Linked DNA regions of Mus musculus: regions 1, 2 and 3 are each linked to region 4. Evidence: chromatin contacts called from public Hi-C and HiChIP or PLAC-seq data. All regions are on one chromosome and are shown on one strand. Each heading gives the region's core, a stretch centred on a gene start, on an enhancer-like site or on the middle of the called end of the contact. The rest is flanking DNA. Distances are from core to core; before and after follow the strand shown. Region 1 holds the start of Ier2 (immediate early response 2). Region 2 holds the start of Klf1 (Kruppel-like factor 1 (erythroid)). Region 3 holds the start of Tnpo2 (transportin 2 (importin 3, karyopherin beta 2b)). Region 4 holds the start of Gipc1 (GIPC PDZ domain containing family, member 1).

Region 1 (2,700 bases), core at 159-2,658, 1.0 Mb before region 4:
TGCAGACTGTCCAAAGAACTGTAGCACCAAACAGACTCGAACGACCCGAGACAACACTTAGTTAGGCTCCTGAGGGCTGGATTGGAGGGGCGTGCTCGCCGATGGAAGGGGCCCCGCCCCGGAAGCCCTCTCCTCGGGCTAAGACCGGCTGCCCTTGTTCTTATATGGGCATCCGGAAGTGGTTCGCGGCGCCAACCTACGTCATTACATCCAAATTTAGCCAGGGAAGTCGGCCGGCTGCAGTGGCGGGAAGTCTGCCCGCTGGCAGGGGGTGTTTCTTAAAGGGCCTGCACAGCAAATGAAAGGGGTTATTTGAATTTTTCTCCCTTCTGCAACTAGAAGCAAGTTTTTCTTGGGAAGTGATGCAAAGTGGAACCGACTTCTTTTTTTCTTTTCTTTGTTACTGTGTGTGTGTGTGTGTGTGTGTGTGTGTGTGTGTGTGTGTGTGTGTGTGTGTGTGTGTGTGTGTGTGAGACATCGTATAGAAGTCTGTTCTCTTGTACGGCGTGGGACCGGTGGGACCGGGAATCGAACTGAGTTCGTTAGGCTTGGCAACAAGTGGCTCCACCCACTGTGCCATCTCGACCCAGATATCTGTCTTTCTTGGAGTAATTCCGTTCACGAGGGCATGAAGGCAGAAAACTGCTCTATTGACAAGGGAAGATCGCAGGCCCTATGGACATTGGGACTTCCATGCCACTGGGTTGCGGAAAACTGGGAGATCTTTAACGCTGAAAGTAAAGAGCAGTCGTGAGGTGGTGGATATCTGTGGTTACGGGGTACAGTGTCCGTGCCCACTTTCCACCCATGTCCAGAAAGGTGGAGATAGAAGGGCTGCAGGCTTTAGTTGATCCTTTCGCCATAGTATAATCATATAATCATTCGTTTAGTAAATATTGGTCAGGTGGCTGCCTATTTCTCACCTGGAAAACTGTATCTTCTATGGAGTGGAGGTGAGAGATCAGAGACATTGAATAAAAAGAGAAAGTTCAACACTGTAGTAACTGGCGTGTAGTAACTGCTTAATAAGTAGCAGCGTTTTTACTGTTCAAAAAATATTAATTAGCAGGCTGGTAGGCAAGATGAACGGTGCCCTCGGGGAATGTACCCCGGTCCCGGGTTTTCCCCACTGCAGTCAGATTACCGCCCACTATCCGTCTCGTTGGTGGGCCTCATCCTCTGGCCCGTTGGTGACTCTGAGAACCCAGAACCTAGTGTCTTAAGGTGCAGTGGGGAAGTTCTTCCTTGCAGTAGTTAAGTCCTTTTTCCTTCGAGGCGTAAATTTATCCCTATTGCTTTAAGGACTCGCTAGCCACTGTGGAAAGCCCGGATGAGGCCCTCTGGTTGGGCGTGGTGTTGCAGTGACGTCACTCTCAGTATATTAAAAGGCTCCGGCTTGCTGCCCTCGCCCGAACGTCTAGCAGAGTACCTGCTGCTGTAAGCTTGTCGTCTGGGCTGCACCGCCCGTCTTAACCCATTCTCGACTTAACTACTCTCGTCGAACAAGCATGGAAGTACAGAAAGAAGCGCAGCGCATCATGACTCTGTCGGTATGGAAGATGTACCACTCTCGCATGCAGCGAGGTGGCTTGCGACTCCACCGGAGTCTGCAGCTGTCCCTCGTTATGCGCAGCGCTCGAGAGGTCTACCTCTCAGCCAAGGTAGAAGCCCACCAGCCCGAGTTCCCGCCATCCCGCAGGGCTCTTGACCCTCGCCTGCACCCGCCGCGGGAAGCCGAAGTTGCAGTGGAAGTAGCGTCCCCCGAAGCCGTGCAGCCTCCGGAGCCCATGGATACGCAAGAGGAAGTGCTGCGAGTCCAGGAGACCCCTGCGCTCTGTGACCCGCCCCCCGCTAGAGTCAGCCGCAAGCGCCGGAGCAGCAGCGATTTGAGCGACGGTAGTGATGCCGGACTGGTACCAAGCAAGAAGGCCCGTCTAGAAGAGGTGGAGGGGGAGGCGACGTCGGAGGTTCCCGATCGCCTGCAGCTTCCTCCGGCACAAAGCGAAGGTGCCTTCCCTAACCTCGCCCGCGTCCTCCAAAGGCGCTTCTCCAGTCTCCTGAACTGTGGACCCGCCGTGCCCCCGCCGACGCCCCCCACGTGCGAGGCCAAGCCAGCCTGCCGCCCGGCCGACAATATGCTCAACGTGCTGGTGCGAGCTGTGGTGGCCTTCTGAGAGCTCTGGTGGCTTCTTTCGAGCGGCGCCACCGGAGCGGAGAACGCACACCCGAGGCGAAGGCCGGCGGGGGCCGTGAAGAAGAGCCGCGGCCCGAGCTGCCGAGAGGCCAGGGGAAGGACTGAGGAGCGAGGGGCGCGGGCGCCTTCTCCCAGACGTGCGTCCATAGGTGCTATTAAAGGACTGTCCCTTCCTTGGCTTGGAGAAGGGACACCTAGATCTTGAATCTCAGGGTCGAACTCTCTAGGGGCCAGGCTGCCCTTTCAAGGCCGTTTCACTACCATTCGCGTTTCGGCCCCTACAAGTGGGCACGCTTGTGCAAGCGGTCAGAGTTGCGTCATGGGACAGACGCGGGTGCTTCCTGTTGCCTTGCGTGGGTGTGGGGCCTGGGAGGAGGCCAGGGTGTGGACCCGCCCTAGGGACTGGGAAGTGACTTGAGTCACCTCGCCCCCACAGGCTGCTGTGGGTGAGCCTGAACTGAACCAATCAAATCTGCGATCAGAGTTGAAGTGGCTGGAGACCCCGG
Region 2 (2,700 bases), core at 193-2,692, 1.2 Mb before region 4:
TGCCGCCTGCCTCTTAGGTGCCAAAGTTCGCCGGCTGCGTTTGGGCGGCGCAGTTCCCGGGGACAAGCCTGCGTCTCCGGCGATCGCAGTGGCCCCGAGTTCTGTGGCCACAGTCCCAGGTCCCAGACAATTCAAGAAGGAAGGGGGCGCCGTGGGACCAGCAGAAGGCGCCGCGAGCCCGCGAAAGAGCTGGAAGTGGCCTTGGTACTGTGGCGCGGGGTACAGCGCGGGGTATCCCGACAGCAGCCCATAGGGGGCGCCTGGAGCTGCGGGCACCGCAAGCCCCGCCCGCGGGAAGAAGCCCCCTACGGAGCCCGCTCGCGAGTCGGAGTACGAGGGCTGAGCCTTGGGAGCGAGTCCCGGGGCCAGGGCAGGGGCCACGAAGGGTTCAGGGGCTGGGGGTCTCGGAGTCGGGTGCGCCCAGCTTGTGTGCTCCTCGGAGCCCAAAGGCCCAGTCACCAACCCTGGGCCACCCGCATAGGCGCCCAGAGACTCAGGCGGCTCGAACTGTGCCACTGGCCCCACGCTGGGCGCCAGGGCACAGGTCCGGGAAGTGCCGGGAGACTCGGAACCTGGAAAGTTTGTAAGGAAAAGATCCGGGTCCCACGCACAGGTCACGTCCCTCTCATCGTCCTCTCCGGAAGGGTCCTCCGATTTCAGACTCACGTGATGGGACGGCCCCGTGGGATTCGGGGGCCCCGGCCCCAAATCCTGCGTCTCCTCAGACCGCCACCACTGCGGGAGGGAGCGTACTGCTTGAATGGTAGGCACTGGGTACCTGGCCCTCAAACAACCCTGGCTGGAAACACCGTTGGTGCCTGTCATTTACCCACACGGTTCCCCTAACCCCTTTCTCAGCTCCAGACAACTCCATTAGGTCTTGCTAGAGACAGCTAAGACACTTACCAAGAATAGTATTCAGGATGGGAGAAGGGGTTGCAGAGTTCTGAGTCAAAGGGGACAGCTTCGACTCCGTTTTCCCTAGCCTTTCCCTGTCTTCACATAGCCCAGAAAATTACAGCTCAAAGCCTGGAAATCCCAGGACACCTTTATCTGGACCTTTGTCTCTATGAGCCTAGTCTCTTAAGATATAGAGCTTAGAATTCTGCTTCCTGTTGGAGAAATAGGCCTCACCTTGATCTCAGACCCCTAGAACATCTCCCCCAAACAAGGCTCAGAGGCTCTCCCACTCCTCCACCCCCAAAAAACAGAGCAGAGGATATTAAAGTAAGATAGACGCCCCACCCCTAAGCACTATGCCCTATGCAAGACCACCTGCCCCCTCCCACACACTCACACTGGCCCCACCTTGAGGAAGTCCTCCTGGGTGTCCAGGAACTGTCCCAGGGTGGTGAGTGTACTGATGGAGGGTAAGACAGTCTCAGCTGAGGCCATGGCTGGCTGGTGTCCACCCTGGACCTCAGGCCTCCTCTCTCTCTTCTGCCTCATGGGCTATGAGGCTAGGAAAGTTTCTTGGAGGGCTCCTGTCTGCCCACATCTGATTGGCTGTCTTCCCTGATAAGACCCAGGCAAAGCAAAACGGCAAAGGAGGGGTGTGTGCGATATGTGTGTGGTGTGCTTCTTTTTTTTTTTTTTTAAGGTTTTCGAAACAGGGTTTCTCTGTGTAACTGAGCCCTGGCTGTCCTGGACTGGCTTATGTAGACCAGGCTGGCCTAGAACTCACAGACATCTGCCTACCTCTGTCTCCTGAGTGCTGGGATTAAAGTTGTGATGTGTCACTTTCAAGGAATAGACCTCACCCTGGCCTGTTTTCAAACTGGTCCCTGAAAACCAACCCTGTATGTAAAGTCAATCAGATGTCAAGGAATAGGGGCTTCAAAGTTTTAGGATTCAGGTTGGGTAAAGAAAAGTCCTGGTCGCTGCTCCCCACCCCCACCCCACCTCCCACAGGACTGAGAAGACCCCTCTGGTTTGGTTTCAAGTCTCTCTCCAAGGAGTGGACCAGGAAGGATAGATTTCTTGGGAAAGGTCTTTGGGACCCTTTGACCCCCATGGAGACCACTGCAGTCCTTACTCTCCCAGACAACAGCAGCAACGGTGCTAGTGGCGGGCCTTGGCACCGGCTCCCTTTCAGGCATTATCAGACACACCAGATGTTTCAGGCCGCTATCAGGTAGGGGGCCCAGAACAACCATAGCTCTGTTCCTCCTTGAGCAGAAGAGCTGGGGGTTGGTGCCACAAATTATTTTAGCTTTGAATTGCTCTGTTGTGTTGAGGTCTGAGCTGTTTAGCAAAAGGAGTCCCCTCAAATCAGCCCACTCTGGGGCTCTGAGGACCCTCACTGGCTACTGCATGGAGCTGAAGGGGATGGCTAGGAAGTTTACAGTGTGGTGGGCTAGGACCCATAGATGGAGCTGCAGCTAGTATGCCGTTCAGAAGAGCTCAGCCCTGACTCTGCCTAACGGCTCATTGTGTGCGGGACCCCATGATAGATGGCCTGCTATTCCCATACTTCTATTCTGGTGCCCTATGAGTCAGGGTAGGGAAATGGGGTGTCACGGGTACAATAATATCACACATACACCATCATTGCTCGGTGTCCATAGGGGACATCAGATCCATTATAGAAAATGGTACCTAGTCAGGCATGGTAGTGATGCCTTTAATCCCAGCACTTGGAAAGCAGAGGCTGGTGGATCTCTATGAATTTGAAAGGTCTGTTTGGTCTACATAATAAGT
Region 3 (2,700 bases), core at 176-2,675, 1.4 Mb before region 4:
TGAGTCCCCGAGGCAGAGGCGGCTGCATGCAGACGCAAGCGCTCTCCGCCGAGAAGCGGAGGCCTCCAATCCGCGCCTGTCCAAGTGCGGGGTCCCCGCCAGCTAAGCCATCCTCGGCCACGCAGTCGCGGGCTCGGGAGTGCGAGTGGGGGGAATATAAAAGCGGGCCATCAGGACCAGCGGCGGGGGCGCGACGGATCCACATCGAGCCTAACGAGGAACCCTCTTTCCAAAGCGATCCACGCCACCGCCGCCCCCGGTTACGGGCCTCACGGCTTCCGCCTCCCTCCAGGGCGAGGGGCCCCGCCCCAGCGGTCTTTCAGGTGAAGGCTCAGTCCACGAGGATTCCCTTCCCCAAAATCCAGCCTTCCAGCTCCACTAGATGCCAGCCGCCTCCTAGATTTCTGAGCTCCTCTAGGTCCCTAAGCGCCCAGATCTTGCTCATCCCTGCTCCCTCTTCTAAACCGGCTCTACAAGCTCAGTAGACGCCACATGGCCCCCTTTCTGACCTAGACGCGGCCCTGTGACCCTCCTTAACCAGAATACAAGCAATACCCGATAGGTTTCCAATGTCTCTTTGAATGAGAGCCAGTCAGAATCACCCAACCCACGACCAAAGCCCCCAATGCCCGCTGCCTGCCCCCAATCAGATCTGGCCAAGCTTCTCTAGCTCTTACCCTCCGCCCCAGTCAGCAGGAATTAATGCTGACGGACCTCTGGCAGCTCCCCCAATCAAATTCCCCTAAGCCCCCTCCCACCCCCTCACCCCCGATCACTTCACGTCGGAGACCCCATCCGTCCAATCCCTGCAGCTTCCCTTACAGAGTCCCGCACAAACACCCGCCCGGTGCGCTACCCTCAACGGATCCCACCACCGCCTCGCAGCCAGACTCAGCAAAGCCCTCTGGTCTCAAGTCTGACGCCCCTCCCTATTAGGACTAAACAACCTTCCCCTCTCAACTTTCAAGGCTGTCTCCCCCGAATCAGACCCAACCAAGCCCCGCCGAAACAGATCCCCACACACACCCGATCCACGCGACGTCCCCCGACGATTCCCCCAATCAGCGCCCCTCCAGCCCGACCCCAGCCGCCCCACTGGCCCGCATCTCGTGGCACCCGAACCTGCCCGGGCGCCGAGGCCCCACCCCTTGAGATCAGATCAGCTCCCCCTCCCCCGCCCGGCCCGTTCTGCCGGCCTCGAGAGCTGGCCCAACCCGGTACCCCGCCTCTCAGCCGGGCGCGACCCCGACGCCTGGGCGGCGCGCGGCGCAGGCCCAGAACCCAGGGAGGTTCGAGGCGAGCTGAAGCCAAGGGGCCCCGGCCGAGCGAGGCCCACCTACCAGGCCCCGGGAGGCAGCGGCGGCGCCTAAGTGCTGCAGCTTCTCCAGAGGCTCGCGCGGAAGGAGGGAGCCAGAGGCAGGGAATTAAAAAAAAAAAAAAAAAAAAAAAATTAAACGCGGCCGAAATGAACAATTTCGGCTTCCGTACGCCGTTCAAACTGGCCTACCAAAGCCAATCGGAGAGCGAAGCACTCACACGTGATCTGGCACAGAGTGGCCCTGGCCAAGTTGAGTCACGTGAGAGAATAAGTACCGCCTCTAGGCCTCTCTTGCCATTAGGTCCTCCCAGCGTCTCGTTTCCTTTTCCTTACTGCAGCTTTCTTCTTTCTTCTTTAACGTATATTGGTATTTTTGTCTGAACCATGTGCGCGCAGTGCCGTGGGGATCAGAAGATTGCATTGGATGCCTGTGAAGCTGGTGGTGGTGAGCCATGTGGATGCTGAAATCAAACCTGGGTCCTCTACGAGAGCCCACAGTACTCTTAACTGGCCCCAGCCCCACTGAGTTGCAGATTTTGCTGGAGCTAGAAATTTAGTAGTGCATGGGTGTTTTCGGTGTGTAATGGACCTAGGAATCCTTCAACTACAGCTAACCGTGTCCTTACTACAACTCCCTAAAATTTAAACTGTTCCGCAGTCCGGCGTGCCTCAGAACTGGATTGGGAGGGAGGGAGGGCAGGGATAGGGAATAAGGCAACAGTAGACCCCTCTGGTGCCAGGAAAGCTACATCACAAAACCCTTTGATCAAAAATAAGTTAAAATGAAGCCGGGCAGTGGCGGCGCACCCCTTTAACCCCAGCACTCCCTGATCTATGGAACTGGTTCCAGGACAGCCAAGGCTACACAGAGAAACTGGGGGAGGGGGTTAAAATGTAACTTTCTCTTTCGCTCCCCTAAACAGCACTACACCGACGTAAAGAGCAGGGCAGGCAGCTGGCGGTGCTGGATTTTACTAGAGCAACTGTCCTGTTATTGTTCAATGCTGTTTAAACACTTTTTACATGGGACTGAAAAATAACACGTGGCCATTTTTTGTTCTGTTTTTCGTGACAGGGTTTCTCTGTGTAGCTCTGGCTGTCCTGGAACTCAATCTGTAGTCCAGGCTGTCCTCGAACTGAGAATCCGCCAGCCTCTGCCTCCCAAGTGCTGGGATTCAAGGCATGCGCCACCGGATTTATGTTTGTTTTGCCTGCATTTATGTCTGCATCACGTTTCTGACGAGACAGTCAGGTGTTGAATCTCCTGGAACTAGAGCTACAAGACAGTTGTGAGCTGCCATATACGATTGCTGGCACTCAAAACCAGGGTCCTGTAGCAAAGCAACAAGTGCACTTAATCGCTGAGTCATCTTATTCAGCCC
Region 4 (2,700 bases), core at 69-2,568:
GTGTGTAGTTCAGGCGTAGGGCACCTGCCTAGCGTGTGAAACCTCGGTCGGGTTCCACAAGGGCTGAATTGTAGAATGAATGTCTTACATCCCCGACTGCCTGTGGTTCAAACCCCCACAACATGACTGCTAGAGAGCTAAGTGTGTGCGTCTCTCCAGTCTGTCTGCAAGGAGCTGAAGGGAAGTGGGTTGGATGGATTTCCGGAGTCCAGCACTCTCATCCCAAAAAGGGCCTGAAACTCTGCAACCCCCGCAGTCACAGAAAAGCCAAGTGGGGGGAGCAGGAAACGGGTTGTTCCAGGGGCTCAGATAACGCCTGGCTTAGGGGACACCACACCTGCCCCGGTCGTCCCTCCCTCCTAACCCCGGGCACAGCATTGCTTCGGGGAGGAAGGCAGGAGCTTCTGATTCATTCTTGAAAAACCGGATCCTGAAGGTTTCATCTCTCCAGTGTTTCCGGGGCGGGGGCTGAGGGGCGTGAATGCACAGCTTGACCGGTCTTGGCCGCCTGTAGCCCCCGCGCTCCCCAGACACCAAGTCTCTATACTTCCAGTCATCCCTTTAACAGTGGAGAGTGGACAGGGTAGGTGGAAAGGAAATGGGGTTAAACGACCCATGGTATTTGGGCCTTGCCTCTCCAGCTCAGAGAAGGGACACGAGGGCAACCTGGAAGCTGTCTAGTGACCCGTGGGCGAGGAGAGGAAAGCAAAACCCAGCAGGTGCGGCTCCGAAGTGAATATGGGGGTGGCGGTGGGCGTGAGTCTAGGGGCTGATCTCTGGGACTAGTTTCTGGACTCAAAGGATACGGGTCCCTAAGCCCCATGGGTCATTTACTAGCTGTGTGACCTTGAGTAAGTTACTCCACCTCTCTGGCACTAGTGCCTCACTTCTAAAACAAGTTAATAACCCCTCCCAGGAGGGTGTTTTGATTCAACTGAGCTGTGCAGCATAAGCGCCGGACGAGGAAACACCGATCCGGGCTTGCGAGGGGGAGTCATTAAACTAGTGCTGCGGTTGTTACTGTTATCCCGACCTGGGTCTCGGTGTTCCCCCCAGCCAGCTTTGGGAAGAGGCCTGGGAAGGGTCGGGAACACTGACCCACCACCAACAGGGAGCGTCCTGGGAGCAGAGAGCAGAGGCGGACGGGAGGCCCGGCCAGCGGGGAGGGGTCCGTGTTTGGGGTCCCGACGCGGCCAGCTCCACCCCACCGCCACGGCTCCACGCCCTGGAGGCCGCCCCCCGGGCGGGGGACACTCACCTGCGCCGCCGCCACCGCGCGCGCCCTGCTCGGTCCTCTCGAAACTCCGCCCGGCTTCTCCCTGGGCCTCCGGGACTTGGGCGGGGCCGGCGTCCCGGGCGGACTAATCAGCGACGGCCGTGTGCACTCGCGACCAATGGGCGCCTCCCGTCGGAACGCTCCAGAGGGATCCCTCCGCCGCGCCTCGGGCTCCCCCCATTGTGCGAGCAGTGGTCCAACCTTACTCGCTCTAAATAGGGAAGGGCTGAACCATTGTGAGGCTGCAAGGGTTGGGAGACGGCGGGGGAGCTGGCAGCGAGAGTCAGATGACCGGGTTTGGAGGACTGAGTTCTGTATCCAGGAAAGCGCGGTTTTTGAGAGGTCAGCGAGAGGCTGGAGGGCAGCCCCAAGCCCCTCTTCCCTCCCAGAAAGATGCTTTGATTCCAGAGGGTGGACCACAGTGAATAGGGAGGGTCCCGCGTGTCTCCGCTTCTTCCACTCTACACAATAGACAAAGGCGATCGCGCATTCATTCAGTCTTTCAATATTTAAGTGCCCCTGCCTGGTACCAGGCTCGGTCCTGTCTCTATAGACACAAGGATGGAGTATACACAATGTTAGATACAGGGTGTGCAAAGGCTCCGAAGCTGCACAGAGAGCTGCAGAGCACTTCGCAAGCAAAATTGTGTAAGACTCTATGGAACGTATCAGAACAGTAGAACACTCGACTTGTCAATTGAGCACCTACTGTACGGAATCGAAGCTAGTGACCAACCAGTCCAGGCTTCTACCCTCAGGGACAATGGACTCTTTCTCCCCCTTCTCCTTCGTTCTTCTAGGTGCTCTAAGGTTGAACGTAGGCCCAGTTCCTCCTCCTCTTGGAGGATCAGCTATTGGGTCAAGTGCTCAAGGTTGAGGCACTGTTACTGGTGGATGCTAGGCTGACAATCTACCTTCAAGTCACTTCTCCTGCTTCCCTTTTATGAGTTTATCTCCATCTAACTCTGAGTTTACTGTGCGTACACTTTGTCATCCACTTTCTTACCTTTTTTTTAAAAAAAGATTTATATTATATTTATTATTATATCTAAGCGCACTGTTGCTGTCTTCAGAAGAGGGCATCAGATGTCATTACAGACGGTTGTGAGCCACCATGTGGTTGCTGGGATTTGAACTCAGAACCTTCAGAAAAGCAGTCAGTGCTCTTAACTGCTGAGCCATCTCTCCAGCCCCCACTTTCTTACCTTTTAACCCCCCACACACACACATACACACGCAGAGAGTGAGGAAGAGAGAAGGGAGGGAGAAAGAGGGAGGAACAGAGAGAGAGGGAGGGAGGAGAGAGAGAGAGAGAGAGAGAGGAGAGACTGGAAATTACTTGAATCTTTGAAACCTCAAAGCCAGTGACATACTTTCTCCAACAAGGACACACCTCCTTAAGCCTTCCAAAACAGTTCCATCAA

Evidence for each region. A called contact is a pair of places that touch in the nucleus more often than the background predicts. HiChIP or PLAC-seq counts read pairs in DNA pulled down with a chosen protein or histone mark.
Region 1: a contact with region 4 is called in an HNF4G HiChIP or PLAC-seq map of pancreatic cancer cells. The contact joins the promoter of Ier2 here to the promoter of Gipc1 in region 4. A contact is called at or near these places in 1 of 484 Hi-C or Micro-C datasets (B cells), 3 of 115 datasets of contacts at active chromatin or transcription factors (double positive thymocytes, pancreatic cancer cells and thymic regulatory T cells) and 1 of 9 other capture datasets (macrophages).
Region 2: a Hi-C map of muscle stem cells shows a contact between it and region 4, with 6 times the contacts expected there. The contact joins the promoter of Klf1 here to the promoter of Gipc1 in region 4. A contact is called at or near these places in 2 of 39 promoter capture datasets (embryonic stem cells and pre-B cells), 2 of 484 Hi-C or Micro-C datasets (B cells and muscle stem cells) and 1 of 9 other capture datasets (liver).
Region 3: an H3K27ac HiChIP or PLAC-seq map of bone marrow-derived dendritic cells shows a contact between it and region 4, with 7 times the contacts expected there. The contact joins the promoter of Tnpo2 here to the promoter of Gipc1 in region 4. A contact is called at or near these places in 2 of 39 promoter capture datasets (hippocampal neurons and liver) and 2 of 115 datasets of contacts at active chromatin or transcription factors (astrocytes and bone marrow-derived dendritic cells).

What each region holds. Positions count from the first base shown.
Region 1 is chr8:84,661,560-84,664,259 of GRCm38.p6, reverse strand. It overlaps Ier2 (immediate early response 2), which reads left to right and starts at 1,408. Exons shown (of 1, transcript NM_010499.4): 1 at 1,408-2,700. The coding sequence starts at 1,509. The coding sequence ends at 2,174.
Region 2 is chr8:84,900,724-84,903,423 of GRCm38.p6, reverse strand. Klf1 (Kruppel-like factor 1 (erythroid)) reads right to left here and starts at 1,442. Exons shown (of 3, transcript NM_010635.3): 1 at 1,309-1,442; 2 at 1-735. The coding sequence starts at 1,395.
Region 3 is chr8:85,035,618-85,038,317 of GRCm38.p6, reverse strand. Tnpo2 (transportin 2 (importin 3, karyopherin beta 2b)) reads right to left here and starts at 1,425. Exons shown (of 25, transcript NM_001364032.1): 1 at 1,341-1,425.
Region 4 is chr8:83,651,296-83,653,995 of GRCm38.p6, reverse strand. Gipc1 (GIPC PDZ domain containing family, member 1) reads right to left here and starts at 1,318. Exons shown (of 7, transcript NM_018771.3): 1 at 1,259-1,318.